Regions from separate parts of the Sminthopsis crassicaudata genome. Here region 2 is linked to region 1. A link is a contact called in public Hi-C data. All regions are on one chromosome and are shown on one strand. The core of a region is the stretch at or near the end of the contact, and the rest is flanking DNA. Distances in the headings are between cores, read along the strand shown. Region 1 holds the start of OR6Q1 (olfactory receptor family 6 subfamily Q member 1). Region 2 holds the start of LOC141546399 (olfactory receptor 5B21-like).

Evidence for each region. A called contact is a pair of places that touch in the nucleus more often than the background predicts.
Region 2: a contact with region 1 is called in a Hi-C map of hippocampus, with 3 times the contacts expected there. The contact joins the promoter of LOC141546399 here to the promoter of OR6Q1 in region 1. A contact is called at or near these places in 2 of 2 Hi-C or Micro-C datasets (fibroblasts and hippocampus).

Annotation. Positions count from the first base shown.
Region 1 is chr6:244,088,907-244,094,435 of ASM4859323v1, forward strand. It overlaps OR6Q1 (olfactory receptor family 6 subfamily Q member 1), which reads left to right and starts at 2,836. Exons shown (of 1, transcript XM_074272610.1): 1 at 2,836-3,789. The coding sequence starts at 2,836. The coding sequence ends at 3,789.
Region 2 is chr6:244,922,883-244,928,742 of ASM4859323v1, forward strand. LOC141546399 (olfactory receptor 5B21-like) reads right to left here and starts at 2,586. Exons shown (of 1, transcript XM_074274183.1): 1 at 1,648-2,586. The coding sequence starts at 2,586. The coding sequence ends at 1,648.

The DNA.
Region 1 (5,529 bases), core at 1,586-4,085:
ATTCCTCCCAATTCTAAATTTAGGTTTTTGTGTGGTTCCAGAGAAGGATCCTACCTGATCATTTGTTGGAAATAAGACATGAGGACAGAAATAGGCATAATATACTTTTAAAGTAAGAAGATGAGCCCATATTTATAGTACGTGATTATGGGCAAGTTCCTCTCTCAGTCTGCTCATCTGACAAATGGGAATAAGGATATTGGAGCACTTACCTCCTAGGAATGTGAGACTCAAATGAGATAATGCATAGAAAGCATAGTCTAGCCTTTGCAAAGATATATATGTGTGTGTGTGTATTCATATACATACACACACACACACACACATATATATGTCATCTACCATTTTGTATTTCTCCATTTCTTCATCTATAAAATGGGATTAGCAATTCCTACCTACTTCACAGGGATTGGTCATATAATCTTGGGCAAGCTACCTCTTTGGATCTCACCCAGAAAATGAGAGTTGGATTAGATTAGATACATTATTCCAAGATCATGGGACTAGATCTTGGTGGCCATTTAGTCCAATCTTTTCCTTGAGAGTTGTTTTGGACATATTGAATTTGAGGTAGCCAAAAGGTTTAGGTTTAGGGTTATTTGATACTGAAGGCCAAGAGAGAAAATAGAGTTGGATAAATCGACTTGAGAATCATCTACATAGAGATGATAATTTAACCAATGGGAAATGATGAGATCACCAAATAAAATAATATAGAGGGAGAAGAAAGAGGGCCCAGGACAGAGCACTGGTGAATACCCAGAGTTAATGGGCATGACCTGGGAAAAGGTCCAGCAAAGGAGACTGAGAAGATGCTCACTTTAGGTCAGAGGAGAACCAGGAGAGAGCAGTGGCATGAAAACCTTGAGAGAAGAGTATAAAGCAGAAGACCATGATCAATGGGGTCAAAAAGGCCATAACATGTGGCAATTAAGGGGTCCTTATAACTTTGGAGAAAGCTGTTTTAGTTAAATAATGACACTGGAACCCAGACTGCACAGAGTTTAGAAGGAAATGAGAAGAAAAGGCAGGGAGACACCTAATTACATCCTCATTAATAAATTTAGCGATGAAAGGGAGGAGAACCACAGGACAAAAGCTAGTTAGTGATGGCTGGAGTTTAAAGAGTGAGAGAGATATGGGAAGGGTTGTAGGCAGTAGGAAGCAGACTCTCCATGGAGAGATTGTATGCCACAGTGGCACATCCCTTTCCTTCTAATTCTTCATCCACATAATAAAGGGGATTGGAAACTTTGAAAGATTTCAAAATTTTGATCAATGCAAAGATCAACCTAGATTCCAGATGTCCAGTGATAAAGTATGCATTTTATCTGTTCACAGAAACATGCAGAAAAAGACAGACATCTTTGGATGTGACCAATGAATGGATTTGTTTTGTTTAATTATACTTATTGGTCACAAGAATTTTGTTTTGTTTTTATGAGGGGTAAGGTTTGAAGAGGAGAGAAGGAAAATAGCTATCGTGTTGCCCAAAATAAGAAAAAGAAAAAGGAGTCATTGAAGAATTTTTTAATAATATAAAAAAAACCCAGAAGATAATTCAATGGGCAACAGATAAACAGGCCAGCTTTGAAAATAGCATTCTGAATTTATTATATACTTTTTAAAGTTGATAAAAATTTGTGCTTTACTCATAAACTTCATTTTCTGTTCTGCTTTGTATAAATGTTTTTTGTTTGTTAAATTCATTATTATATATATATACACACACATACACATACATGCATGTATGCATGTATACTTTATTTACAATATGCTTTTAAATGAGGGTGTTAGAATGGAGGACCTCTGAATTTCCTTCCAATTCTAAATCTTTGACCCTATGATTAAGAGTGGCTCTAGAGAAGGATCCAACCTGATCATTTGTTGGAAATAAGACATGAGGACAGAAATAGGCAAATACAACCACAATGTTTACAAATATAAGAGAGTAAATGAATAGTGGGGTCACTCACAGAAAAAAAATCTGAAGAAAAAAGGAAAGAAAATCAACTTGCTTTGGATATGCTGAGTTTATCCAGGGAGGTAATTGTAGATTCCACTCTGGAGCTCAGAAGAGAGACTGAGGATGACAAAGTGATAGCAGGTCCTTTCATAAATGTCAGTATAACCTGAGCAGTGACCATGCTGACAGATGGTGGTCCCTTGGACAAGGGAAAGGAAGCTCTCTGTATAACCAGATGATTGGAGGTAGAATCTATATATTTTGTTTAGAATGCTAAAATATGATATGGCTTGCTTTATTTTTATATCACATAGATTTCTTTTTTTTTTTGGTGTACAACTGGACTACAATGCCATATAGTCTATACTTGCATATGATCTCTATCATGTGAGCATTTTTAATTTGGCTCCTTGCCATCAGACCATCCCCTTGGGATCATCAGAAACGTATTTTCTAATTAGATGGGCTAGTGTTTGTTGGACAACATCTTGAAAAGCATAGAATTTCCCTAATTTGACCCTCTTAGATAGAACAGGAAGGGAAGGTAGGATAAGCACTTATTAAGCACCTACTATGTGCTAAGAATTATATTAAATGCCTTACAACTATTATCTCATTTGATTCTCAGAATAACTTTGTGAAGTAAGTGCAGTTAGCATCTTCATTTTATAGCTGAGGAAACCAAGTTGGACAGAGGAAAAATAATTTGGATAAAATAGATAGTAAAGGTCTGAGGCTGGATTTAAACTCAGGTTATCTTGATTCCGCCTACCTGCGTAGCTGCTTCTAAGATAAGCATAGGGATAGAGAACTGTGAAGGCTTACAGAAAGCTCTGCTTGGGCCTCATCAACGTTATCTCCACCCCCAGATGCAACTTTACAAGGGGAACTGGACCCTGGTGACTGAATTTGTCATGGTGGGCTTTTCTGGTGTCCAAGAAGCCCGCCATCTCTTCTTCATACTTTTCCTCGCCATGTACCTGTTCACCATGGCAGAGAACTTGGCCATTATCCTTGTGGTGAGCTTAGACCATAGACTCCAGAGGCCCATGTACTTCTTTCTAACCCACCTTTCTTGCCTAGAAATATGGTATACTACAGTCACTGTGCCCAAGATGCTGTCAGGATTCACTGGGACAGCTGAAGGCAAGACCATCTCCTACTCTGGATGTCTGTCCCAGCTTTTCATCTTCACCTTCCTTGGTGCCACAGAGTGCTTTCTGCTTGCTGCCATGGCCTACGACCGGTATGTGGCCATCTGTGAACCTCTCCGGTATGCGGCCATAGTCTCCTGGGGTACGTGCATCCGTCTGGCTGCTGCCTCCTGGCTGCTGGGTTTCCTCACCCCGATCGTGCCCATCTACCTGATGTCCCAGCTCATATTCTGTAGCTCCAATGTCATTGATCACTTCTTCTGTGACGCGTCTCCCTTGCTGGCACTCTCCTGCTCTGATGTCACGCTGAAGGAGAAAGCTGACTTTCTGATCTCACTGGCTGTGCTTCTGGCTTCTTCCACAGTCATCGCTGTGTCCTATGGCAACATCGTGTGGACTCTGCTGCACATTCACTCGGCAGCAGAACGCCGGAAGGCTTTCTCCACCTGTGCTGCCCACCTGACTGTCGTGAGTCTTTTTTATGGGACGCTTTTCTTCATGTACGTCCGAACCAAGATGCCCACCTCTATGAACTTCAACAAGGTCGTGTCGGTGTTCTACTCCATCGTCACACCCATGCTCAACCCCCTCATCTATAGCCTCCGAAACAAGGAGGTAAAGGGGGCCCTGGGCAGAGCCTTGTCGTTCAAATTGTTTAAAGGATCATGAATAGACAAATGGTTTAGATTTTTGAAGAAAAGGATTGTGCATTTAGAGCTGGAAGAGACCAAAGTGGTCATGAAAGCCAATTCCCTCTTTCTATCTCCCTTACAGATTTAGAAACAGACCCAGAGAAAGTGATGAATTTGCCCAAAGTTACACAGGCAGTGTGATTTGAACATGTTCCTCCTCTGATTTCAAACTTGCTGATTTTTTTTTCAGCTTACCATGAGGAAATCTAATTGACTTGAAAGGTTAGTTCTCCTGGGTTAAAGATAAGATACTATGAGATTTTAGGAAAGATTTATCGCACTGCAGAGGATCTTAGAAACCATGTAATCCAATTTATAATAGAATAAGAATACCTCCTAAAGCAGTAATCCCAAACAATAATAACAGCTAACATTTATATGGTTTTCATAGTCTTTACCCTGGTAAAGCAGTGATATATTTGGACAGATGAGTAAACTGAGACTGAGAGAAGTCTTGACCTGCCCAGGATCATTCAACGAATAAAAGCCTGAAGCCAATTCAAAGTTGTCTTCCTGATTTCAAATGAACAACAAATCCAATAAATGGTCAGCCAATCTTCTTCATTTTTTTTCTTCTTTTTTGCCTTTGTCTTCTTCTCCTTCTCCCCCCATCTACCTCCCTTTCCCCCTTCTTCTACTTCTTCCCCTTCTCTCCCATCTCCCCACTTCTTTCTTCTTCTTCTTTTTTTCTTTCTTCTCATTTTGTCCAGAGTGGAAGTACGCCAGCTCCTCAAGGGCCTGGTCTCCTTATTGATACGATAAACTTCAAGTTTCCAACTTGACTTGTTTCAACTTCTTTGGGCAACTTGATGGCTCCTTTGTCTTTTCTCTTCCCAAACTATGTGAGATCATGACTTTTAGAAAATTAAGCATCTTTTAAACTCCTTGTTCCACTTTTGATAAGTTGTGAATTGGCAATGATTTAAATTTTCCTCCTCTCAGATCAATGTGTAAAAGTTAATAATAGTAATAATTAATAAATAATAATAAACAACTCAGTGTGGGAGCTTTACAGTGTGGGGAACTCTCTGCATCAATACAAATGGCAACCCCTATATGATTTAGTAGTTAGAGCCTAGGGATGTGCCCAAGTGATCTTCCCATAGTCACATGGCTAGTAAATATCAGAAGTTAGACTTGAATTCGGGTCTCTCTCTACTACAGGAGCCTGCTTTTAAAGAGGAACTAAATACATCGCAATAGTCTACAGTGTAATGCTTCTAAGATGCATTAAGCTTACAAAGCACTTTCTTCAAAAAAATTTAGTGAGGTAGGTGCTATTAATGCTCCCATTTTACAGATGAGGAAACCTCAAAAATCACTTTTGAATGGCAGGATGGGGCAAAGGTAGGTTATTAGCTGAGAATCAGAACACATGCCAATGATACTCATTATCATTATCTTGCCCACAAGAATTTTTATTTCCTGATGGAGTGTGTAAGAACTAGTCGATAACAATTTTTGCATCAAATTAATTTATTAAAAATTGCATTTTCTCTGCCTTTTACCAAAAGGATTTGAGTTTATTCACAGGTTTAAAACAGAACAAGGGTAAGGGACATTTAAACAAAATAGATGAGAGATTATATGGCAAATGTAGAAAAAACAGCTGTTTTCAGGTAACTCCAATGAATTGATTAAAAGCATTGGAGTTTTCAATCAGAGATATGGCAGCTAAAGAGAGCCACAGTTTACACTATAAACTCATTTATGAAAT
Region 2 (5,860 bases), core at 1,336-3,835, 830 kb after region 1:
CAACTCCATCATTTGATTAATGAGATACAAAATTCAGCATTACTTCTCCCAACACATGTACCCACACTCTTTCAAATATAAAACCAGAGAAGTAGCGGGATTTGGGAATTAAATCACCAAGTTATTACTAGCTTAATAGGCCGATACTTTTCTAAGCTGTCCTCTGCTTCCTGGTAGCAGTAAATTAGAGAGAGCAGATAACATCAAGATGCAGCAAGGATCCAGAAATGAACACGATTCTTGATGAATGGAGCCAGAGAGAGTCCCACAAGCTGCCGTGTGCATGTGGAATAGGACTGGCTAATTCTAGGTGGTGTGAGCTCACAGGTTTGTGGGAAGGATGTAACCTCAGATACTTCCCTGGGGAATGATTCTTAGACAGTTTTGCTAAATCTGTCTGCAGAAGCATAAAGGCCTGGGAGAGTTTATATTTATTCAGCTGAAAATTTGTACTGAAAGTACAAGTAGAAGAGCTTTCCCTTATATTCTGGGTAAAAAGCAATGCCAGAAGTTCATAAAAAAATGGCAAACTCGGAGCCTTCCAAGAGAGGAAAAAAGTTAATTATGTTTCTTTGAGAAGATTAGATATATTAGGGTCATGGAGGAAAAGCAATGATCAATGTTTCTTCTCTAAAAATAATAATTAGCATTTACATCACACTTTAAAGTTTGTAAACTACTATCTGCCTATATTATCTATGTAAACACATATATATATGTATATATGTAATAATATGAGGATCGAATGAGGGAGACATGAGATTTTATATCTATTATATGATATTGTAACATGTGATATATAATTATCGATGATTATATATTGGATGATATATCTTTAGTAACATGTAATCCCACATGAAATTATATATTGTACAGCAGGGGTCCTCAGACTTTTTAAATAGGGGCCAGTTCCCTGTCCCTCAGACTGTGGGAGGCCGGACTAGAGTAAAAACAAAAGCTCACGCTCTGTCTCCGCCCCTCGGCCCATTTGCCATAACCCGGCGGGCGCATAAACGTCCTCAGCAGGCCGCATGTGGCCCACGGGCTAAAGTTTGAGAACCCCTGTTGTACAGTATCACATATTATATAGATAGATACATATATTATATATATTATGAATTTATAATATATATAATATTATGGATATATAATATATATACATATATATAAAATCTCATTTGATCCTTACAACAACCCTGGGGACCAATAGCTAACATAGATAGATAGATAGAGAGAGAGAGAGATAGAGAGATAAATAGATGGATAGATGGATGGGTGAGTGGATATAGATATATGCTTATGTATATGTGTGCCTCTCTGTGCATAAGCATATATGTGTATGTATATAGTATATATAAATGTGTGTATATAGTATATAAATATATATATAGTATATAAATATATATATATATACATATATACACACACACACATAAACTTTTCACTGGGATTTAACTACTGAGTCTTAGACTGATTATGATTTACAAATCTATGATAGTGGAGGAAATTCTTCTTCTTTCATTGAGTTCACACCCCAAGAGTCATAGAATCATCTGATCTAGAACTATCAGGGAACTCAAAGACCAATTAGAGAGGAACAAATGGGCTCATTCAGTCATAGCCACCTGGCAGTGTTTTCTGGAAAGTTTAGACATTCCTAGAAAACCTCATCTGTTTGGCCATTTTGCCGAGGGCATTTTTGACTTCCTTGTTCCTCAGGCTGTAGATCAGGGGGTTCAGCATGGGAATCACCACTGTGTAAAAGACTGAGGCTATTTTGTCAGTGTCCATGGAGTGGCTGGAGCCAGGCTGTAAATACATGAAGATGATTGTCCCGTAGAAGATGGAGACAGCGGTCAGATGGGAGGTACAGGTGGAGAAGGCTTTCTGGCGGCCCTCGGCTGACTTCATCCTTAGAATGGCGATAAAAATGAACAGGTAGGAGATCAGAATGACCAGGAGAGTAAAGAAAACGTTAAAGCCGACCACGAAGAAGACCACCAGCTCGCTGGTGTGAGTGTCGGAGCAGGAGAGAGCCAGGAGCGGGGGGATGTCGCAGAAAAAGTGATGGACCACATTGGAGCCGCAGAAGGAGAGGCTGAAGGTGTCTCCTGCATGGATGGAGGCGTTCACAAAACCGCAGACGTAGGAGCCGGTCACCAGACAAATGCACACAGGGACTGTCATGGTGCTGGCGTAATGCAGGGGCTTGCACACGGCTGCATGGCGGTCATAGGCCATGGAAGCCAGGAGGTAGCATTCCACAGTGGCAAAACCAACAAAGAAAAAGAACTGAGCGGCGCATTCCGAGTAGGAGATGGCCTTGTTCCCGGAGGAGAGAGTGGCCACCACTTTGGGGGCTACGGCCGAAGAGTAACCCAGATCCACCAGAGAAAGATTACTGAGGAAAAAGTACATGGGCGTGTGGAGGCGGGAGTCCCAGTGGATCAGCACTATCATCCCCAAGTTTCCTACAAGAGTGAAGAGATAGATAAACAAAAATACCAAGAAAAGGGGGAGGTGGAGTTTGGGGTCATCTGTCAGACCCAAGAGAATGAACTCTGTCACTTCAGTACTGTTTCCCATGAAAGTCTGCTGCTTCTTACCTGTGGGAGGAAAAAAACGGTGCTGATGAAATAGGGATGCAATTATTGCACACCTACTATGTGTCAGGCACTGTGCTTTGTGCTAGAGACACAGAAACAAAAACCAACCAGTCCCTGACTTATTCTCGCATTCTACTGTAAGCACATGAATATATACAAAATCTACATAAAGTAGGTAAAATATAATAGCAAGAAAAAAGGTATAAATACCAAGTGCCTTTATATAATAAATGGTTGATTTAAAGTGGTCTACATTCTGTTCATTCTGATTCTGTTCATCCGTCTGGGAAGTATGTTGATCAGATTAAGAGTTATGGTTAGAATTAGAGATATAAGCAGGGTGAGAGCATGGTGTAAATGTAAAAGGAACAAAGCAAGGGCATCCCAGAGTAAACTTCTTCCCTGCCCGTACTCAACCAGCTCGACTGAAGATTGCCAGGACATGCTAATATCTGAAGTGACACATAATGGTGCTTCTTCACTTTGATAATGCCAATGCTCTTCCTCCCCAAGCAGTTTGAAGAAACCTCAGAGGGAATGAGGAGGAAGCTTCCCCAGAGTTATATTCCAGGTGAGCCCCTGGCTCCTACATCTGAGACACAAGGAGTGCTATTATTTTCTGTGTAAAATGAAGAGGGAAAAATGTCCAGGTGAGGGTTGATGGAACCCCTAAGAAAAGAGATTCTTAAAAATTCATTCTTGTGGACATTAGGGAAAGAAAGACTGTGGGATAGGAAGGAAAGAAAGAGAAATTTTAAAGTTTTACATAAAAAGAGTGAAAGACTGGATATACACAGAAGTAGCCACAGGGCCCTTATATCCTGAAAACCTCCCCTCAGTGGAATGGCATCAGGGAATTTTTTGGTCTATTTTATGGAGGTTGCCCAAGTCACATTGTTCCTAATAAATAAAATCTTATAGAATTTAAAGCTAGAAAATATTGCCTTGTTCAATGAAAAACCTTCTTCTAATATAGAAAAAACTGGCCCAGAAAAAATAGATTTGGTAAGTAGCAAAATTAAAAATTGAACACAGGTTCTCGAATTTTAAGGTCTCTATGAAATATGCAATGCAAGCCCTTTGATGGGAAAAGAGAAAGGAATCTAAAAATATCTAGTATTATCCTGTTGAATACTTATAATAACTGTGGGGTAGGTAGGATAGCTAATAGTATCTCCATTTGACATCTCAGGAAACTAAGGGACAGACTGACAAAGGGATTTGCCCACTGTTACACAGCTTTTAAGGGACAGGAGTCAGATCATCCAGCTTCCAACCCAGTGTTCTTTATATATAATGCACTGTAATTTTTTGGTGAGGCAAATATAAGTAGGGGAGAAAATTCCTCATTAATCATGGCCTAAAAAAGCTCAAGAATGCCTCCTGTCTTCCCACCAGCAATGGATATCACATAATAAATTTACACTATTCCCAAATATGGGGTAGGAATACTAGATGGGAGTTTTATTCCAAGAAAACTAAGAAGCTAATGTATGCATTGTATATGGGCTTCCAAGACTCTTCCGGACACCTCATCAATCAATTTTCCTTAGCTGAAACTGACTACTTTAGCACATTAACTGAAGTTGCTGTGATTTAATCAATTAAAAATAAAAAGTCTTTTCTGCATCGGATTCACCTTAGCAAACTATCCCAAGGCAAACACCCATCATCATCCAACATGATGTAAAAGGCCCCTGATCTGTGCTACTCTCTATGATTTCTTGATGTTAAATTATTTCCACACTGTATCTCATTAATAAATTATAAATAAAATAATAAATAAATTAACAAATGAAAGAAGAAAATCAGGGTATTGATTCTTGGAGAATTCTAGGAGCCTTATTGAAATGGCGGCATGTAGAAGTAAATGTTTAAATACACAAAGTGGAAGAATTTCTGGATAATTTGGGGCCTTTTCATATTATAAGCACTAATGTAAAGACAAAAATTCCCCTGCTACCTGTGCTCCCATCACAGAAATGAGCCCTTAGGTCTCTTAGTGCTCATTGGGAAAGTCATTTCTTCCTTCCTCTGCTCATAGTAGCCTCCCATTTGCCTAATCAAAGGAGAGGGATAATCCCAAGTGTTGTTCCAATATTTTGTGGGCCTAAATTTGCTCTATCTTAGGGATGCTCTACCTGTACTTTATTTGTCTGAGAGTGGGCCGGGAATTTTTGTGCACACACCTATGAACCTCTGTCCCAGAAAGTTTCCCATCCCTCCTACCTATATTGAAACTATTGCCCATCAAGACTTAATTATTAGGACATACATACCTGAATCCCTGAGAATTTGAGAGCTTTTTGTGATGATTAATTTACAACTGGTCTTAAATTGGTCTTAATTTAAAGGCATCTATGTGTAGCAAAGAGTCTTTTGGCTCTCAGAGGCAAATATCTCCACTTCCCAGGATGCTTCTTAGATCAAGAAAAGAAAATGGCTTTAAAAACAAGATAATAATTTTTGCAAAAGGAATGTTCTTTGTCAGACCCTGAACCGGGATTTGAAGTGTAGACAAGTCAGGTTGTCTCTGATCCTCAGGAGATTTCAGATGTCAAAGTATTTCCACAGTTTGTGCTCAAAAAATGCCTTGATTGAAACTCAGGTACTGTGGGGGACAGGGATCATGGTGGAAGCTAAGACAGGCCGGTTTCCAGTGAGATAAAGGCACACCCCACTATTCACAGTGACTGAGATCAGACAGAAACCTGCATATGTAGAAGTGCTCGAGTCCCCTGGGGCAGAGGTCTCTAATGGTTGAATCTCTAGGTTCAGAGTTTTGTTATAATAGTAAATGCAATTTAAAAGTTGTTTATCGGGGTGTGGGGTGATGGAATCCTAATTGTTGCAAAACTTAAATGAACCAGGTAGAATCATATGATAATAGTCATAAAATGTAAGAGCCAAAAATATCTTGAAACATAAAATGACAAAACTTTGAAGGAACTTTAACATGGAAACTTAGAACTAGAAGAGACCTTTCACTTGCTATAATTTCTATTCTAAATTCTCTTTTAGCTCCAACCTTTTATATTCTAAGTTCCCTCCCAGCTCACATACTCTGTATTCTAAGATCCCTTTTAGCTCTGACATTTTATGTTCTAAGTTCTGAACTGGAAGATACCAATTTCGTCGAATTCTCTTCAATTTACAAAAGAGAAACTGAGGCCCAAATGGAAGGAATTTGTCCAAAAGCACATAGTTAATATCCAGTATTCTCCCTACTTTAAAATCACAAATCAGCAAACATC